Linked DNA regions of Sus scrofa: regions 1 and 2 are each linked to region 3. A link is a contact called in public HiChIP or PLAC-seq data. All regions are on one chromosome and are shown on one strand. Each heading gives the region's core, a stretch centred on a gene start, on an enhancer-like site or on the middle of the called end of the contact. The rest is flanking DNA. Distances are from core to core; before and after follow the strand shown. Region 1 holds the start of DNAJB12 (dnaJ homolog subfamily B member 12). Region 2 holds the start of ANAPC16 (anaphase promoting complex subunit 16). Region 3 holds the start of PSAP (prosaposin).

The links. HiChIP or PLAC-seq counts read pairs in DNA pulled down with a chosen protein or histone mark.
Region 1: an H3K27ac HiChIP or PLAC-seq map of alveolar macrophages shows a contact between it and region 3. The contact joins the promoter of DNAJB12 here to the promoter of PSAP in region 3. A contact is called at or near these places in 2 of 47 Hi-C or Micro-C datasets (heart right ventricle and liver) and 1 of 2 datasets of contacts at active chromatin or transcription factors (alveolar macrophages).
Region 2: an H3K27ac HiChIP or PLAC-seq map of alveolar macrophages shows a contact between it and region 3. The contact joins the promoter of ANAPC16 here to the promoter of PSAP in region 3. A contact is called at or near these places in 1 of 5 promoter capture datasets (liver), 1 of 47 Hi-C or Micro-C datasets (skeletal muscle) and 1 of 2 datasets of contacts at active chromatin or transcription factors (alveolar macrophages).

Annotation. Positions count from the first base shown.
Region 1 is chr14:75,188,659-75,192,216 of Sscrofa11.1, reverse strand. DNAJB12 (dnaJ homolog subfamily B member 12) reads left to right here and starts at 2,108. Exons shown (of 9, transcript XM_013983329.1): 1 at 2,108-2,123; 2 at 2,254-2,679. The coding sequence starts at 2,547.
Region 2 is chr14:75,081,315-75,084,785 of Sscrofa11.1, reverse strand. ANAPC16 (anaphase promoting complex subunit 16) reads right to left here and starts at 2,113. Exons shown (of 4, transcript NM_001190225.1): 1 at 1,972-2,113. It overlaps ASCC1 (activating signal cointegrator 1 complex subunit 1), which reads left to right and starts at 1,805. Exons shown (of 11, transcript NM_001244083.1): 1 at 1,805-1,903.
Region 3 is chr14:74,767,786-74,771,151 of Sscrofa11.1, reverse strand. PSAP (prosaposin) reads left to right here and starts at 1,584. Exons shown (of 14, transcript NM_001198919.1): 1 at 1,584-1,641. The coding sequence starts at 1,602.

The sequences.
Region 1 (3,558 bases), core at 859-3,358, 420 kb before region 3:
CCTTGTCATGAATATACATGTACCCTTAGCTTAAAACTTCCCCAATTTTGTGTTTTGGGGAGACATTGCTTTGGAAAAGGTCCCCGGTTTTCTCCTTAACAAGTAATAAATCCTTCCTTCTTGAGGAACTAGCAGAAAGGTGGCCTCTGTACACCAGCATCAATTAAGTCTCAGAGACAGAGTTTTGGGTGAAGCAGAATGAACAGCTTTATTGTTCTGCCAGGCAAAGGAGGCCACAGCAGGCTAACACCTCAAAACTGTGTCCTCCCTTGAGAGGGGATAGAAAGGATCTTATAGGTTTAGCCCGAAAGATTAAGGTATCTACAGTCTTCTCCCTCTTTTTTTTTTTTTTTTTTTTTGTCTTTTTGCTATTTCTTTGGGCCACTCCCGCAGCATATGGAGGTTCCCAGGCTAGGGGTCTAATCGGAGCTGTAGCCGCCGGCCTGCGCCAGAGCCACAGCAACGCGGGATCTGAGCCTTGTCTGCAACCTACACCACAGCTCACGGCAACGCCGGATCCTTAACCCACTGAGCAAGGGCAGGGACCGAACCCGCAACCTCATGGTTCCTAGTCGGATTCGTTAACCACTGCGCCACGACAGGAACTCCCCAGTCTTCTCCCTCTATGGATCATTTTAGAGTGGTCAAGGCGGGTGTCAGTCTGGTGGTGGCTTTCTTGCTGTCTTTGGGGTTATGATGGTTCCTTGCCCTTCCCTCTGGAATGAAGATTGCTTACAGGGAAGGGGTGGTGGGGGGTGTTCCAATTACAAAAAAGAACACTAAATGCAATATAACTCTAACTAAAAAGTAACCGTTAGTAAAAGAAAGCAATTAAGCAAGGACTAGATCCTTTGTGAAAAGCTAGTTAAGAGTAAGTGTGTGGGCCAAGGCAGGGCATGACATCATGAAGACTATTTTAACTAGTTTTTATCTATAATAATATTTCCTAATCATTGACTCTTTTTTTTCTCTTTTGTCATTTTAGGGCCATACCCACAGCATGTGGAGGTTCCCAGGCTAGGGATCGAATAGGTGCTGTAGGCCTACACCACAGCCACAACAACGTGCGATCCGAGCCATGTCTGCGACCACAGCTCACAGCAACGCCAGATTTTTAACCCACTGAACGGGGTCAGGGGTTGAACCCATGTCCTCATGGATACTAGCTGGGTTCTTTAACCACTGAGCCATGATGGGAACTCCCTTAATCATTAACTCTTGTGTTAGCCTTTTAAGACCAAGGCTAAAGGAAAAGTCTTTTCCTTCAAAACACAAGGACTTAAGATTTTTTTTTTTTTTTTTTCTTTTTGCCATTTCTTGGGCCACTCCCATGGCATATGGAGGTTCCCAGGCTAGGGGTCGAATCGGAGCTGTAGCTGCTGGCCTACACCACAGCCACAGCAATGCAGGATCCAAGCTGCGTCTGCGACACACATCACAGCTCAAGGCAACGCCAGATCCTTAACCCACGGAGCAAGGCCAGGGATCAAACCCGCAACCTCATGGTTCCTAGTTGGATTCGTTAACCACTGAGCCACAACGGGAACTCCAAGGACTCAAGATCTTATACAGGGTTTCAAAACCAGGACCCTACCCCAAGGCTGCACCATTTTTTCCTTGACTAATCCTCCCCAGTTTCTTCATTCCCTCCCTTAAGATCTTTAATGACTGAGACCTGTTCAAGGGCCAGCATTGCAGCCAGGCTTAGATCACAAATTGGCTTAAGCCAAAATGGATTCTTAGGAGTTCCCATTGTGGCTCAGTGGTAATAATCCCAACTACTATCCATGAGAATTCGGGTTCCATCAATCCCTGGCCTCGCTCAGTGGGTTAAGGATCCAGCGTTGCCGTGAGCTGTGGTGCATTTGCTTTTCCTTCTGCCTGGACCACCTTTCTTCCAGGTGACTTAACACCTGGAATACCTATTCTCTCTTTCTTGAATTCAGATTTCTATTAAAATAACCGCTTCTGGGAGAAGATTTATCTGATCAGGCTATTTTGCACCTTCCACTCTCAATCTCTTTATTTCTTTATATTGTCTTTTTTTTTCTTCATAGCATTTATCACGCTTGGACTCTATCTCTTTATTGGATGTCTCCCCACCCGGCTACACACACTGGAAGGTAAGCTCCCTGAGGGCAAGGGCTTTGTTTTTTCACCGCTGCCTTGTACTTAGCATGGCAAATAGCGGGTATTCAATAAATATCCGCTGAATGAATAAATAAATAAGCCACCTTCATCTCAAATACACAGAGTTACTACCAAGAACATGCAAAAATACAATACTTGAAGACCTCTGAATACGACTCCTTTGGGCTCCAGGAATGTGGTTGTGCACACTTAGCGCTTCTGCTACACGTCCCCCTCTTAGAAGACATACGGTAGCACTTCCTCCTTCGCTCAAAATCTCGCACTAATCTCGGAAAAGGAGGGGGCAGAGGGTTACGTCACCATCCTGCGACAGCCTGCCCCGAGACGCGCCAGCAGCTGGCTCAGCCTTTCGCTCCCCGGCCTCCCCCTCCCTGGTTCCGCGCTCTGGTTCCGCCATGGAATCTAACAAGGATGAAGCCGAGCGCTGTATTAGCATCGCCCTCAAGGCCATCCAGAGCAACCAGCATGACAGGGCGCTCCGCTTCCTGGAGAAGGCGCAGCGGCTGTACCCGACCCCGCGAGTTCGCGGTGAGTGTGAGGTGCCGGAGACACAGAGGGGACATTAGAACTGATGGGGGGAATATGGGAACGGACCGACGGGATCAGTTGGAGGAGGGGGAGGGGTGGCGAGGCGCGGCTACGCCTGCGTACTGAGACGCGCGGTGGCCGCTGGGAGGTGTAGTGTTCGGCTCTCCCACTTCTCTGGGATGCTGGACACCTAATGAGAGGGGCCACAGCGACGTCAGCTTTCCTGGGGCTTGCGGACCCCTCTGAGATTTGGAGTTCCCAAGAATGAGAGGCGCTGGCAGGTGGGACGAAAGGAACTTACCTGGAAGCGAAATTGAACTACTTTTCCCAAGGGGCCATTCGGTGGCTGGGAGCCAGTTGCCGGTTTGGGAAATATTATAGTTTAGGAAAATAAACAACTCCTCTGACGGAGAGAATAGGTTCTAGAGAGGGAAAGAGGACTTCCGACCTTCGATCGGCCTGAAAAAGCGTCTCCATATTTTCTCACCCGGGGAGGGCCAGGGATCACCCTCCCCAAACGAGAGCCTACCTTCTTCCCATTCCACACAGTCTGCCCTGTGACTGTGGCTGAAAATGCGGCCTCTGTACACCTGCACCAGTTAAGTCTTGGAGACAGGAGACAGAGTTTTGAGGAAGAGAAAGAACAGCTTTATTGCTTTGCCAGGCAAAGGAGGACACAGCAGCCTAATGCCTCAGAACTATCTCCTGACCTGAGAGGGGATGGCAAGGGATTTTATGGCTTTAGCCCAGAAGTCAGGGTTATTGATTAAGGTGTCCATATTAGTCTTCATCCATAGGTCATTTCAGAGTTGTCAAGGCTGGTGTCAGTGGGTCCGGTGATGATTTCTAGTTGTCCTCAGAGTTATCGTTCCTTGCCCT
Region 2 (3,471 bases), core at 864-3,363, 310 kb before region 3:
ATGTGATGAATGAAAGTGAAACAAACAATAAACCCTAGTTTGTAACTGTTCTATGAAGGCAGTCACTTGGATCACCAGAACCAAACATTATGCTTGGCCTATACTAAGTAGCTGTTGATTTAAATAAATGTTTGCTGAATGAGTTAAGCATTTCACAGAACCACAAGATTCCTCCTTTAAGGTCATCTAATCCACTTCCCTTATTTTACAGATGACCAAACAAAACTGAGGTGTAGAGACTTTAGCTTATTTGCTGGGCCATATTTTAAACAATGGCTTTTTGGCATGTCATGTGCCATGTGAGAGGTGAAAGAGCATAGTGGTTAAGAGGTCAGGCTGAAGCCTCTTGGTCTAGGCTCGTATCTGTATGACTCGGGACAAATCATTTAACTTCTTTACTCTTCAGTTGCCTCATCTCTAAAATTGGGATAATGATAGTGCCTACCTCAGACATGTTAGGAAGCTTAATATAATTAAAGCAATTTGAACAGTTATAGGTACAGTAAACACTTAATATTAGTTATCCAAAATCACTAATGATTTTTTCCTGAATCATTTTTTCCCTATGCCAGATCAGTTTTTTTAAATGATTTTTATTTTTTCCATTAAGTTGGTTTACAGTGTCCTGTCAATTTCCTACTGTACAGCAAAGTGACCCAGTCACGCACACATATATACATTCTTTTTCTTACATTATCTTCCATCATGCTTCATCACAAGTGACTAGATATAGTTCCCAGTGCCATACAGCAGGATCTCACTGCTTTATCCAGATCCCGGTTTTTCATACTTATTGTTTCAACACACTCAAGGGAAAAGTTATTACTCCCTCCATTTGACATATAGTCAGCACACTCCTAGAGGGGAAAGAACCTGCTCAGAAAGAGGGAACATGCACTTCACACTAACATGCACTTCACACTTTTAAGGTTCATAATCTTAGGAAGAACCCCTTTCTTAGGAAAAGGGGGAGGAGTTATCTTTTTACCCTGGAGGCCTAGCACAGAACCTGGATCACAATTTCTCCTGAATAATGAACAAATGACAGAACACAGGGCGAGCAGCTCAGCAAAGGTTACCCAGGGGCTAGAGAAGATTGGTATGAAGAGGACTGGTTCATTATCATTTTGTTTTTCTTCCTCATTCTGCAGATCTATTTACATAACTCTTTCTCCCACTTGGCTGCTATGCCCAAAGTTGATGCTCTGTAAAATTTTGACAAATGTTTAAATACTGATGATGAGGTAACCTGGGATTTGACGCTATCAGGAAAGCTGGAACTATTAGCAGTAGCGATCCTTGCAGTAGAACAATGCTCTCTGGGGAGATACAGCACGGCTGTGTTCACATTGGTGAGATAATCAACACATTTACTTCATATACGATGGGGATGACCTCGTATTCATAAACTACTTTCCTTCCTGGCAGATATATACCTATCTTAGAAAGAACCTTTTCCTTTTAAAAATGTCCTATCATAAAGATACTGAAGGAAGTACGCTGGTACAATGGCAAATTATTAGAAGCAATTATTAAACTCCATCATCAAGAAAACATTCATTCCGCTGTGTTTCACTTAAACAGCTGGATTACCATTCAAAAAGATGTGCAGCTAAAAACAAGTGGGGCGGAAAGAAATGGGCTGCCAAGAGGAGGGATCAGAACGCCAACGGTTCTCAAGCTACCTCCAAGTCACAGCCACAGCCTCACCCCCACCCCCACCCCGACCCGCCATCGAGTCCCCAGAGGGCTACGCCAACAGCGCCGTTCCACTGCGCAGGCGCCAGCCCTCGGCCCGCATGCGCACTAGCCAGGCGCGGCCTAAGGAAATTTCCTCTTGCACGCCCTCTGCGGCAGGCTCCCATTCCTCCTCCTACTTTCTCCATTTTACTAGTCCCTGCAGGTAGGATCCCAGAGATCAAGTCCCTTTCCACCAGGCTCTCGAGGGTCCCTGAGCCCTCGGCCACTTACCTCAGCAGCTTTGGCACTTTCCCCTACAGCCCCGCCCCCAAGGCCGACTGGTGCGGCCGAGTTAACATCGACAAGGGCGGCGCCGTGCTCGCGCCCGCGTGGAGGGACCGGCAGCGGCGTGCGCGTGCCCCTTGCAGTAGTGGGCGTGGCCGGGGCGGAGAGGACTTCCGGGTCCTTCTCCTCCTCGTTCCCGGATTTTCTTTTTGCTGTGGGGTCCGTATTTCTCCGCTACCTTTGGAGTACTCGTTTTATTTTTTCTTGCTCACTTTTGTCATTTAGGGTTTTATCTTAACGCACGGCATTTCAGGCCTTCTGCTTTGCTCTCTCTTACCAAACCGTCACGCTGCAGGGTTAAATTTGTTATTCCGCCATCCTTCTGAGCAGACTCGTATCCCAAGGAAAGGCAGATGAACAGCTTCCTATCTCAGACAACGCTCTTTCCCAGAGCTCAGTCTCAGCGCCCTTCCTTAACATTAAAATCTACTTTTGTGGAGAGATTTATTTGAAAGGTCCTGGAGGAATAGGGCACTAGGATGTAAAGTCATTAAACTTGATAATTATACCCCTTCTGACATTCAAGTCTGTTTATTTTACTTATTATTTTATTCATTTTACTGCTAATCTCAACAGGAAATCACCACTTGGTTCTGTAAGCAAATTACCAATTAAAGCTATTTTCTTGCTGGGATTGGGTTGAGCGTTAGGGTATTTAGTGAGAATTGATTTTTTGAGGGGGAACTCTAACTTATTTTGGGCTTCATGACCGTCTAACACATATAGTGGGAACATTGGTTGAGCTTAACTATGGCTAGCCCATAAGGAATCTTTGTTTCCAGATTTTTTTTTTCTTTTTTTCAGGCTGCACCCACGGCATGTTGAACTTCCCAGCCTAGGGGTCGAATTGAAGCTGTAGCTGCCAGCCTACACCACAACCACAGCAACGTGGGGGATCTAAGCCCACAGGAACTATACCACAGCTCACAGAAATGTTGGATCCTTAACCCACTGAGCAAGGCCAGGGATGGAACCCGCATCCTCATGATTCCTAGTCGGGTTTGTTAACCACTGAGCAATGAAGGGAACTCCTCTTTCCAGAATTATTGATTCTTTAAGTGATGTTTAGAAGCTTGGCCTCTCAGTGAAGTGATGTACAGTTTGGGGGCCCACAGAAATTGGATTCCTCCCCTCAGCAATGTGTTCGTTTGGAGAACCATGTTGCTTAAGTCATATTTGATTCTGATAGGCATTTTGATTTTGTTGCGCATATAGTTTTAACACCTCTAAAAGTTCTTCAGGATCTTTTGTCCTCCCCTTGAGGATAAGTGTATTAAATATCCCTGCTTTTCTTAATTACCATGCTGGTTAGAGTGGGTGAGACACTGCAAATGTTTAGGTAAACACAGAAGATTGCATTTTACTCCTAAAGGTTAATGTTACAAAGAGACCTCTGTTCTTTCTGTCAAAGCCATGGACAAGCTCAGTATCTTTTAATCACTTTTT
Region 3 (3,366 bases), core at 335-2,834:
TGCTCCTCAATCCCTTTCTTCTACTCCAATTCTGGGACAATTAATGGTAGGGCTTTGGGAGGGGCTGTGTTTGTTGGGAAGGGGACAATTTCCCTTCCTTTCTTTGGTTCTTTTTGGTTGGTCAAATAATTAAAATGATATAAGACAGATTAACAGGGGAAAGTCAAATTCAATTTCACATGTGTGGGAACTGCACAAGCATGTGAGGGTCAGAGACAGGTAAAATGGTATATACACCATCCTGAGTTAAGAAAGGGGGTGGGGGAGTTCCCGACGTAGCTCAGTGGAAATGCATCTGACTAGTATCCATGAGGACGCAGGTTTGATCCCTGGCCTCTCTCAGTGTGTTAAGGCTCTGGGGTTGCTGTGAGCTGTGGTATAGGTCGCAGATGCGGTTCTGATTTGGCGTTGCTGTGGCTATGATGTAGACGGCAGCTATAGCTCTGATTCAACCCCTAGCCTGGGAACCTCCATATGCCGCCCGGGCGGGGGTGGGAGGGTGGGGAGAGAAAGAAATGAGATAGGGATCTGAGCTTCCCAAGGACAGGAAGGTCATTTACAGGATGTGTAGTAATCAGGTATCTGCTCTGCCATATAGATGGGTCCACTTTTTTGGGGGGGGGTCTTTTTAGGACCAAACGTGAGGCATATGGAAGTCCCCAGGCTAGGGTTGAATCAGAGCTGCAGCTGCGGGCCCTAGGACACAGCTCAGGGCAACACCAGATACTTGACCCCACTGAGTGAGGCCAGAGATGGGCCCTACCTCACCTCATGATTACTAGTCAGGTTAATAACCTGCTGAGCCACAATGGGAACTCCTAGATAGAGCCACTTAGATAAAATTCATCTCTGTTTACTCATTTTCTGGGGAAATTTCCCAATATACATTCTTCCACGTGGTTAAGGGAGGAGGCAGTAATTTCCCTTGAGCCCACAGGGTCCAAAAAGTGCAGAAGTTTCCACGTGCCTAGGTAGCACATTTCAGAGACCTGTTCCGAAACCCTACATACCTAATATTGTTACCTGTCTGGGGCGGGGGGCGGGGGGGACTGTGCATATAAAATATTAAAGAGGGAAAATCGGGGCCCAGAATGAAGCTATACGCAGGCACAGCCATGTAAATATTTAAGAGAGCGTGGGTCAGGCAGTGAGTCTGAGCACTGTGAGAGTTCAGAAAAAGTAGTTAATCCTTTTGAGTGTGGATTCTCACCTAAAAAATGGTGCTATAGAAAATGGTATGTTACAGAAGAAATAGGAGGCTTGAAAGATATTTTATATACATAATCCCCAAGGGAGACTTATTGATTTATGTGTTCTTTTTTGACGACTTCTCCCTTCCTTTCAGTTCCTTTACCCTTTTTCCTCCCATTCTCCTTCAAAACTCCTTTCAGCCTCCGCCCTCCGTCTTCCTCCCCCTCCCGATCTTCCCCTGCGCAGGCGCCCTGTGAGGCGCTGAGTCAGGCTGTGGGCCGGCTCCCTACCCCACCCCCTGCAAAGCAGCTTGCGCCTGCGTGGTTGGGCGGCTTTAGGGCGGGGTAGGTTTATATTCGCAGAGGATCAGCTGACACCCTGCATTGCAGTGTGCGGAGTCAGGCGGCGTCATGTACACCTTGTTCCTCTTGGCTGGCCTTCTGGGCGCGGGTAAGCCCTGGGTCCCTCAGCCTTGGGAAGGGGGGTCTCCTACAGAACGATACCTCCCCATCCTGGGGAGCAGTCTGTACCGTTTCGCGCCCGGTACCGGTCGGCGCCGTTCTTCTGCTCCCCGTAGGGACTGGCGACCGGCACGCACTGCGCAGGCGCCTGCACAACGCTGGTACCTGCACTACGCGGAAGGGTTGCGGGAAGCCTGGGGGCGTTTGGGAGACTCGGCCTGGGGTCGCGAGGGTAGATGGGCAGGGTGGCAGGGTCAGGTAAGTAGCATCTACCTCAGGGCTTGAGTTGCCCCTTAGTTGGGCTTCCCGGGGCCTTCCTTTAAGCTGCCCGTCCAGCTGGTGGGATGACAGCTCCTGCAGCCCAGTTGTGCTTGTTCTGGGCGCAGGTGGTCGAGGTGTGCTGGAGGCTCAACCGGCTGGACCCACTTTGGCCCTTGACCTCATTTGCCCCAGTTTTTAAGCGTATTGAAGTTGCTGGAAGCACTTAGGTATGTCTTTTATGTGGGTGTTTATTTTTGCCTATGTGAGTACATATACTACAAGTTGAGATGATAACAGGGTTTTTGTAGTTCTTATGCGTTTGCGGTGGAGTCCTTTTTCATCTTGCACACCCATTAGCTGGTTTTAGCAGTGGCCTTTATTTTGGGGGAACATCTGAAGTATCTAAGATATTGTGCACAGGAGTATTCTTAACACCTGCTAATTGTCCTGAAATAGTACTGATGGTTGTTAAAAAAAAAATCACAGTTTATGAAGGCAACGCTTGGGAACCGGCAACCCTCCCTTACAGCAATTAGAAAAAGTCCTCAGTGCCCTCCGGATGAACCCCCACCCCCAACTCTTGCCTTCACATCCTAACCTCATTTAAATCATGGTAGAGGGAGGAGTTCCATCATGGCTCAGCGGTTAACGAACCTGACTAGCACCCATGAGGCATCGGGTTTGATCCCTGGTCCCCCTTAGTGGGTTAGGGATCCGGCTTTGCTGTGAACTGTGGTGTAGGTCCCAGACCCGGCTCTGATCCATCCAGCCTTGCTGTGGCTCTGGCGTAGGCCTGCGGCTACAGCTCGGATTGAACCCCTAGTCTGGGAACCTCCATATGCCGTGGCTGAGGCCCTAAACAAACAAACAAAAATTCACAGTAAAGGGAAAGGAGTGAGGTTGATGGATGTGGGCCCGTATTTTAATTTATTATAGACAGAGAGGATCCCAAGTCTGGGAGTTGTCAGGTAATAGTCCACTGAGGGATCTAAACCAGATCTTTAAGTCCAACCTCAATTTCTGTTTCTAGTTAAATGTAATTTAAGGACTAGCTTCCATTCTGACTCAGCAGCCATGTAAATTTTAATAGTAACAAAATGGATGAGAGAGTTGATCAAAGAAATAAGATGTTTATAGGTGAGGTAGACTGAAAGTGTTTTTCTAATGTTAGTTTTCATTCATTCCCATGAATGTGTCATAACCTTAAACCAAACCCTTAAACTTGGTTTACTTGTAGGTTATGAAAGGCAATCTGCTTATAAAGAAAGATTTTTTGCTTTATAGTCAGTGAAGAAACATTTTCTTGTTGGGGTTGGTAACTGCTTGTTGCCAACTGATTGAGAGAAATCTTTTGTTTTTAGAGTATCACTTTGTTCTTCTGGGCAATGAGTCACATCCTCACAAGACCCTGAAGAGTTCTGAATCACCCAAAAAGGACTCAATTGTTTCTTTA